Regions from separate parts of the Mus musculus genome. Here region 2 is linked to region 1. Evidence: chromatin contacts called from public HiChIP or PLAC-seq data. All regions are on one chromosome and are shown on one strand. Each heading gives the region's core, a stretch centred on a gene start, on an enhancer-like site or on the middle of the called end of the contact. The rest is flanking DNA. Distances are from core to core; before and after follow the strand shown. Region 1 overlaps Rps6ka1 (ribosomal protein S6 kinase polypeptide 1). Region 2 holds the start of Lin28a (lin-28 homolog A (C. elegans)).

Region 1 (2,720 bases), core at 103-2,602:
CCTGTCTCTCTGTTACAGTATCCTTTTGGATGAGGAGGGCCACATCAAACTCACTGGTGAGTGAAGGGCACCTGCTCCTTTGGGCTCTGGGGAGGATAACCAGGCTCTGTCTGATAGGTCTCAGCTGATGGCTGTGTTTCCTGGGAGACGATGCCAGTTACATACATGCCAAAAACCTAGGCCTTGTTACTTAGTTATTTTTTGTGTGTGTATGGGAGTTTTGCCTATATTTGTATCTGTACCTCATGCATGTGTTGCCCAAAGAGGCTAGAGTTGCCTGCACCTGGTTGTTAACCATCGTGTGGGAGCTGGGAATGGAACCTGGGTTGTCTGGAAGAACAGCCAATATTCTTAACTGCTGAGCCATCTCTCGAGGCTCCCTAGGTCTCAGAGCAGACTGAGCTCTCACTGACAACCTTGGTGATACCTGGCTCCGGTCAGAGGAGCTAAGTGTGGTAGCCGTGGGCGTGGCAGGGATCCTAGAAGTGACTTCTCTGCCCTCCATGCTGCAGACTTTGGCCTGAGCAAGGAGGCCATAGACCATGAGAAGAAGGCTTACTCCTTCTGCGGGACAGTGGAGTACATGGCGCCCGAGGTTGTCAACCGCCAGGGTCACACCCACAGTGCAGACTGGTGGTCCTATGGGGTGCTGATGGTGAGTGTCCGGGCTCTGCTGCACACTGTTGTACTTTGTTTCCCTCGAAGAGCCGCGGGCTTTAGTCCACCTGCCTGAAGTACCACCCCTCACCTAACTTGGGAACTCTCCTCTGCTTCCTTCCTCTGGCTTTAGTGCTGCTCCTGGGTTCTAGGTTGGGAGGGGGGCAGAGGCAGGCACAGGCCTTGCTGCAGCTAGACTTAGACTGTAAAGTCTTAACAGGCCAGCAAGAATCCCCGGACTGCAGCAGGGTAGCCCGGGAAGGAGGGGGAGGGATGTGTGGGAGACAGAGAACAAGGCCACACCTATATGTTTCCTTTTCCCCCCGAAGTTTGAGATGCTGACGGGCTCCCTGCCCTTCCAGGGGAAGGACCGGAAGGAGACCATGACCTTGATTTTGAAGTAAGCACCAACACTGCCTGGCCCTCCAAGTTCTCCCTAATCCCACCCCAGTTGCAGGGCCAGTGAATTGCTTTTTCCCTGTCTGCAGACCCTTGCTGTCTGCCAGGGCCAGTGGGAAGTGTTCTTAATGTCTCTGGGAGGTGAGTTAGTGGCTGGCTTCTCTGGACTGAGCTGGAAAAGAGAAAGGGAAGGGGCTCTGGGACTCCTGGGTGGGGCTCAGCCCTGATGAGACCTGTGGCTGTTCCAGGGCGAAGCTAGGCATGCCCCAGTTTCTGAGCACGGAAGCCCAGAGCCTCCTGCGGGCCCTGTTCAAGAGGAATCCTGCCAATCGGCTTGGTAAGCAACCCCAGCTCAGAGGAGGGGACATGGCGGTGAGGATCAGGGTACAGCTGCAGCCTAGGCCACGGGGCCACATCTAGGACTGAAAGGAGCTGTTGTCCTTTGTGTGAGCAGACAATGCTGCTGGCCACCCTATTTTCTGGTTCCATGTATGGTGCTGGGAGGGTGACCTGTGTGGGGGGAAGGCAGGAACTGAGTCATTCATACCCCCTCAGGGACAAGGACACAGGCCCCCACACAGCTTCTCTGCCAAGGTTGCTGGCTCAAGGGAAGGCGCAGGAGCTTAGGAGCGAGAAAGGTCTCAGGCCTAGCTGTGTCTGTCCCCGCTGCCCGGCACCCAGCAGTACTGTAAACATTTGCTGAGGGATTGAATACGGTTTATGAGCCTGCGCTATGGCAGGGGACCCCACCTTTCCGAGCCCCAGGTTCCTGTGTCAGTGGAGACACTGATTCTGCCCTGGCTCCCGGGGATCTTTGATGAGAGAAGGACATTCCTGTTGTTCAGTGAAGTATACAGTATTTGCCGAGGTTTTTGGATGCTGGCTTTATCTGGATCACAACCAGCTAAGGTCCAGTCCAGGTCCCTGGGTTGAATCGAATGAGCGTTTGTCTCAGGGATAAAGACGAGAGGCAGTAGGAAAAGAAGGGCAGAGAGGAGGGGGGCCTGTGGCGGGAGTGGATGAAGGCCCTTGTTAGATCTCAAAAGAAGTCAGTCCAGCTTCTGTCAGGATTAATGCTTGGACAGGCTTCCCGTCCTGCCTGGCCCCTCCTTCCTCAGTACACCAGCAGAAGCTCCGTAACATAGGAAATACTGAGCGGGCTCCAGGCTTCAGGGTAGTGGGTACTGACGCAGGACATGGTGAACCCCTGCTGCCCTCCACGGTAGCAGCTGGTCCAGAGCCTGGAAGACAGAATGGGTGTCTGAGGTTGGCTTCATTTGGCTTCTTTCAGGCTCGGGCCCTGATGGGGCAGAGGAAATTAAGAGACATATCTTCTACTCCACCATTGACTGGAATGTGAGTGCCCGTGCCTGTGCCCTGTGATGGACGCAGGAAGGGTGGGGGAGGGGCCCCTGCCAACCGTGGCCTCAGCTGTGGGAGGTAGAAGGTGAGCAGCCCTTAACATGCCCTTGGAGGGGTGACTTCACGCCCTTGAAGGCTGCTCTCCCTTGCTGTTATCCACTGAGCAGCATAGCTTCTACTCTTCCTGTCGGGGCTGCTAGCAGGCTGTGGGGTCACCATGGTGACCAGAGCATATACCCCACCTTACAGAAGCTCTACCGGCGTGAGATCAAGCCCCCTTTCAAGCCGGCTGTGGCCCAGCC
Region 2 (2,720 bases), core at 135-2,634, 150 kb before region 1:
TGGGGGAGGGGAACTGACCGGAGCTGGCATTGTCCAGTTTGAACTGAGCACCGGAAGTGAAGGGGCAGGGCCAGGGCCGTGCACTGAGCCCCGGGCCATTGTCCATCTCTGACCAGGGCAGTGGCCACCCCTCTGGTCCACCCTCTTTATCTTCTAGTAGGGAGTTTACCTCTTTAAATGAGAAGCCTCTCTCTATCCAGTCTTTTCACCAGTCATACTACCCGAAGGGTAGCTCAATTTAGGATGGTGACTGAGAACAGGAGGGTCTGGGAATTAGAGTGTCCCGGGTCTTGGAGGAAGTGCCTCCACCCACCAATCTATTCTCTTCCACCAACGGATGGGACAGGACGGGACGCGGCAGGCAGGGGCCCGATGAGAACACAGCTACCACAGAGGGCATTCTTCGAGGTTTCCACATGCTCTCTCAGGGAGCTGTACCTGGAAGCAACTTTAGGTGTAGGCTTAGGAGGGAGCGAAGGACTCTTTGCACAGAATCAACTAGGAGCTTGTTTCTCACTGGGACAAACCCAGAGAAACTGTTGTTGAAATTTGGAGATTGAGGCATCCAGTAGCACCCAGAGACAGGCCGAGTTTGAGAGGCAGCACCTAGGTTAAGACAGATCAGCTCGGTGGGGTCTCCAGCCGCTTCCTTGCACCCCTATCCCGGCTTCCTAATGTCCAGAACTCCAGGTCTATCTAAGCACACGGAGGTGGGGGGTGAGAGCAGGTCAGCGCCAAGCAGCCGGGTCAGCTCTGAGGCCTGAGGGGAAAGAGGGGGAGGGGCGCTGAGGGGCTGGGGGAGGGGGAGGGCTCATCCATTTCTCCCTTGACAGGTGGTTTGTGTTTCTGATTGGACAGCGCCACCAGGCTCACACCTCCCTCCCCCAACTCTCTGGAATGTATAATTATCTGCCCGGGGGGTGGGGGTGGTGTGTGTGTGTGTGTGTGTGTGTGTGTGTGTGTGTGTGTGTGTGTGTGTGTGTGGTCACGTGGTTATAAAACTACCCCCCCCCCGTTCCCCCCCACCTGTGTCCGCTTTGGATGCCCGCATTGAGTCCTCAAAGTGCAGGATCCCAAATTCTGGGGTACTGAAGACTTCCAGTGCAAAAGATCCCCATCTCCAGATGTGTGTATGTGGAGGGGGTGTCAAATCTCAAGGTTCTGGGAAGGGACACCCCAGAGGTGTCAGAGACCAGAGCAGTGGGGGAGGGCCGAAGCCAGAGCCAGAGGGAAAGGGAGGGGTAAGGAGAGAGGGGAGGGGAGGGGGCTGCCCGCGGGGGGTTGGGTCATTGTCTTTTAGAATTTGGGAGCCTTTGAAAAGCCGTGGGCCCTCCCACCGCTATTGTGCGGGGGAAGATGTAGCAGCCTCTTCTCCGAACCACCCCTTTGCCTCCGGACTTCTCTGGGGCCAGCAGCCGCCCGACCTGGGGCCCGGGGCCACGGGCTCAGCAGACGACCATGGGCTCGGTGTCCAACCAGCAGTTTGCAGGTTCGAGCTTGCGATTCAGCGGGCACACCTTAGGGTGCAGGGAGCCCAATGTCTAAATAGAAGGGAGGTGGGAAAGTGTCCCACGGACTTGTCCGCGGGACCCCCAAGTCCCTATGGCCTCCTGCTTCTGGGGGCCATCTCTGGACTAGGGAACCCTGGTGTTCCAGTGGCTTGTACACCGAGCCCGTGGGGGCGGAGGGAGAGAAGAGGAGGGGCCTGTCCCTCCGCGTGTGCACGGGCAACTTGTTGTGGGAAGACAAGCAAAACTTTTGGGGCGTCAGCATCCTCTGTGTAAGCTTGGGGAGGCAGCCAGGACAGGTTTCTTCTTACCAGCTGCTTGGTAGCTGCCTCCTCCTGGGTGTCTATCCGCGGGCTGACCACCGAGATCTCCCAGACGGGTCCCTGAGAGGGCCTGCGATCCCTTGGCCCCCAGCTGATCACCTGGCCCTCCCTATCTCCAGGTGGCTGCGCCAAGGCAGCGGAGAAGGCGCCAGAGGAGGCGCCGCCTGACGCGGCCCGAGCGGCAGACGAGCCGCAGCTGCTGCACGGGGCCGGCATCTGTAAGTGGTTCAACGTGCGCATGGGGTTCGGCTTCCTGTCTATGACCGCCCGCGCTGGGGTCGCGCTCGACCCCCCGGTGGACGTCTTTGTGCACCAGGTGAGACTCATTCTGGAACTTTGCTAGGGGAAAAAAAAGAAAAAGGCTGGGAGTTCCGAGGTACGGCCTTGGCTGGTGGCCCCTCCTGTCGGATTGGAGGAGATAAATACCCCTCATTGTGCGTCCCCATATTTTTCGGGACACCCCAGTTTTGAGTTTGTAGTAACTGCAGTTGTGCGAGGAGGCACTGCTGACTACCAGCACCCCCTCCCCGCCCCCTTCCGGGAACCCCTCCGGCTTACCACGTGTCTATTACCTCTTTCCCCTGGGAAGGGAGCAGGGGGCAGGGAGGTGACCCCATGTGGCAGAAACTAAGGTTGTATTGTGCTTGCCGGTGGGGGAGGGCCAGCAGGCCGACCAGGGAAGCACATGCAGGGCCTGAGCCGGGCGTTAGCGCCCTGAGTTCTAAAGGTCTGAGTCTAATTCATAGGGAGGAGAGAGTGTGAGCCATTTGCTACCCAACCTACGGGCGTGAACCTGCGACGTCAGGTTCTTCCCGTTTCAATGCAGACCTCAAGTCAGGTGGCCACCCAAAGCCAGGTCCTGTAGCCAGTGTAGGTTTGGCAGGTCCCG

The links. HiChIP or PLAC-seq counts read pairs in DNA pulled down with a chosen protein or histone mark.
Region 2: a contact with region 1 is called in an H3K27ac HiChIP or PLAC-seq map of embryonic stem cells, with 6 read pairs. The contact joins the promoter of Lin28a here to the enhancer-like site in region 1. A contact is called at or near these places in 1 of 39 promoter capture datasets (macrophages), 4 of 115 datasets of contacts at active chromatin or transcription factors (effector CD8 T cells, embryonic stem cells and pancreatic cancer cells) and 2 of 9 other capture datasets (adipose tissue and pancreatic islet).

The regions. Positions count from the first base shown.
Region 1 is chr4:133,863,698-133,866,417 of GRCm38.p6, reverse strand. It overlaps Rps6ka1 (ribosomal protein S6 kinase polypeptide 1), which reads left to right. Exons shown (of 22, transcript NM_009097.5): 8 at 19-56; 9 at 513-655; 10 at 987-1,057; 11 at 1,305-1,393; 12 at 2,348-2,412; 13 at 2,668-2,720. Among named protein-coding and RNA genes, the nearest start is that of Gm12977, 6.9 kb to the left of the region's middle. Within about 2 kb of position 1,352, at least 72 of the 459 cell types and tissues checked have an H3K27ac peak or open chromatin away from gene starts, as enhancers often do. A contact at or near this core is called in embryonic stem cells, where this site is marked.
Region 2 is chr4:134,017,480-134,020,199 of GRCm38.p6, reverse strand. It overlaps Lin28a (lin-28 homolog A (C. elegans)), which reads left to right and starts at 1,384. Exons shown (of 4, transcript NM_145833.1): 1 at 1,384-1,489; 2 at 1,951-2,147. The coding sequence starts at 1,459.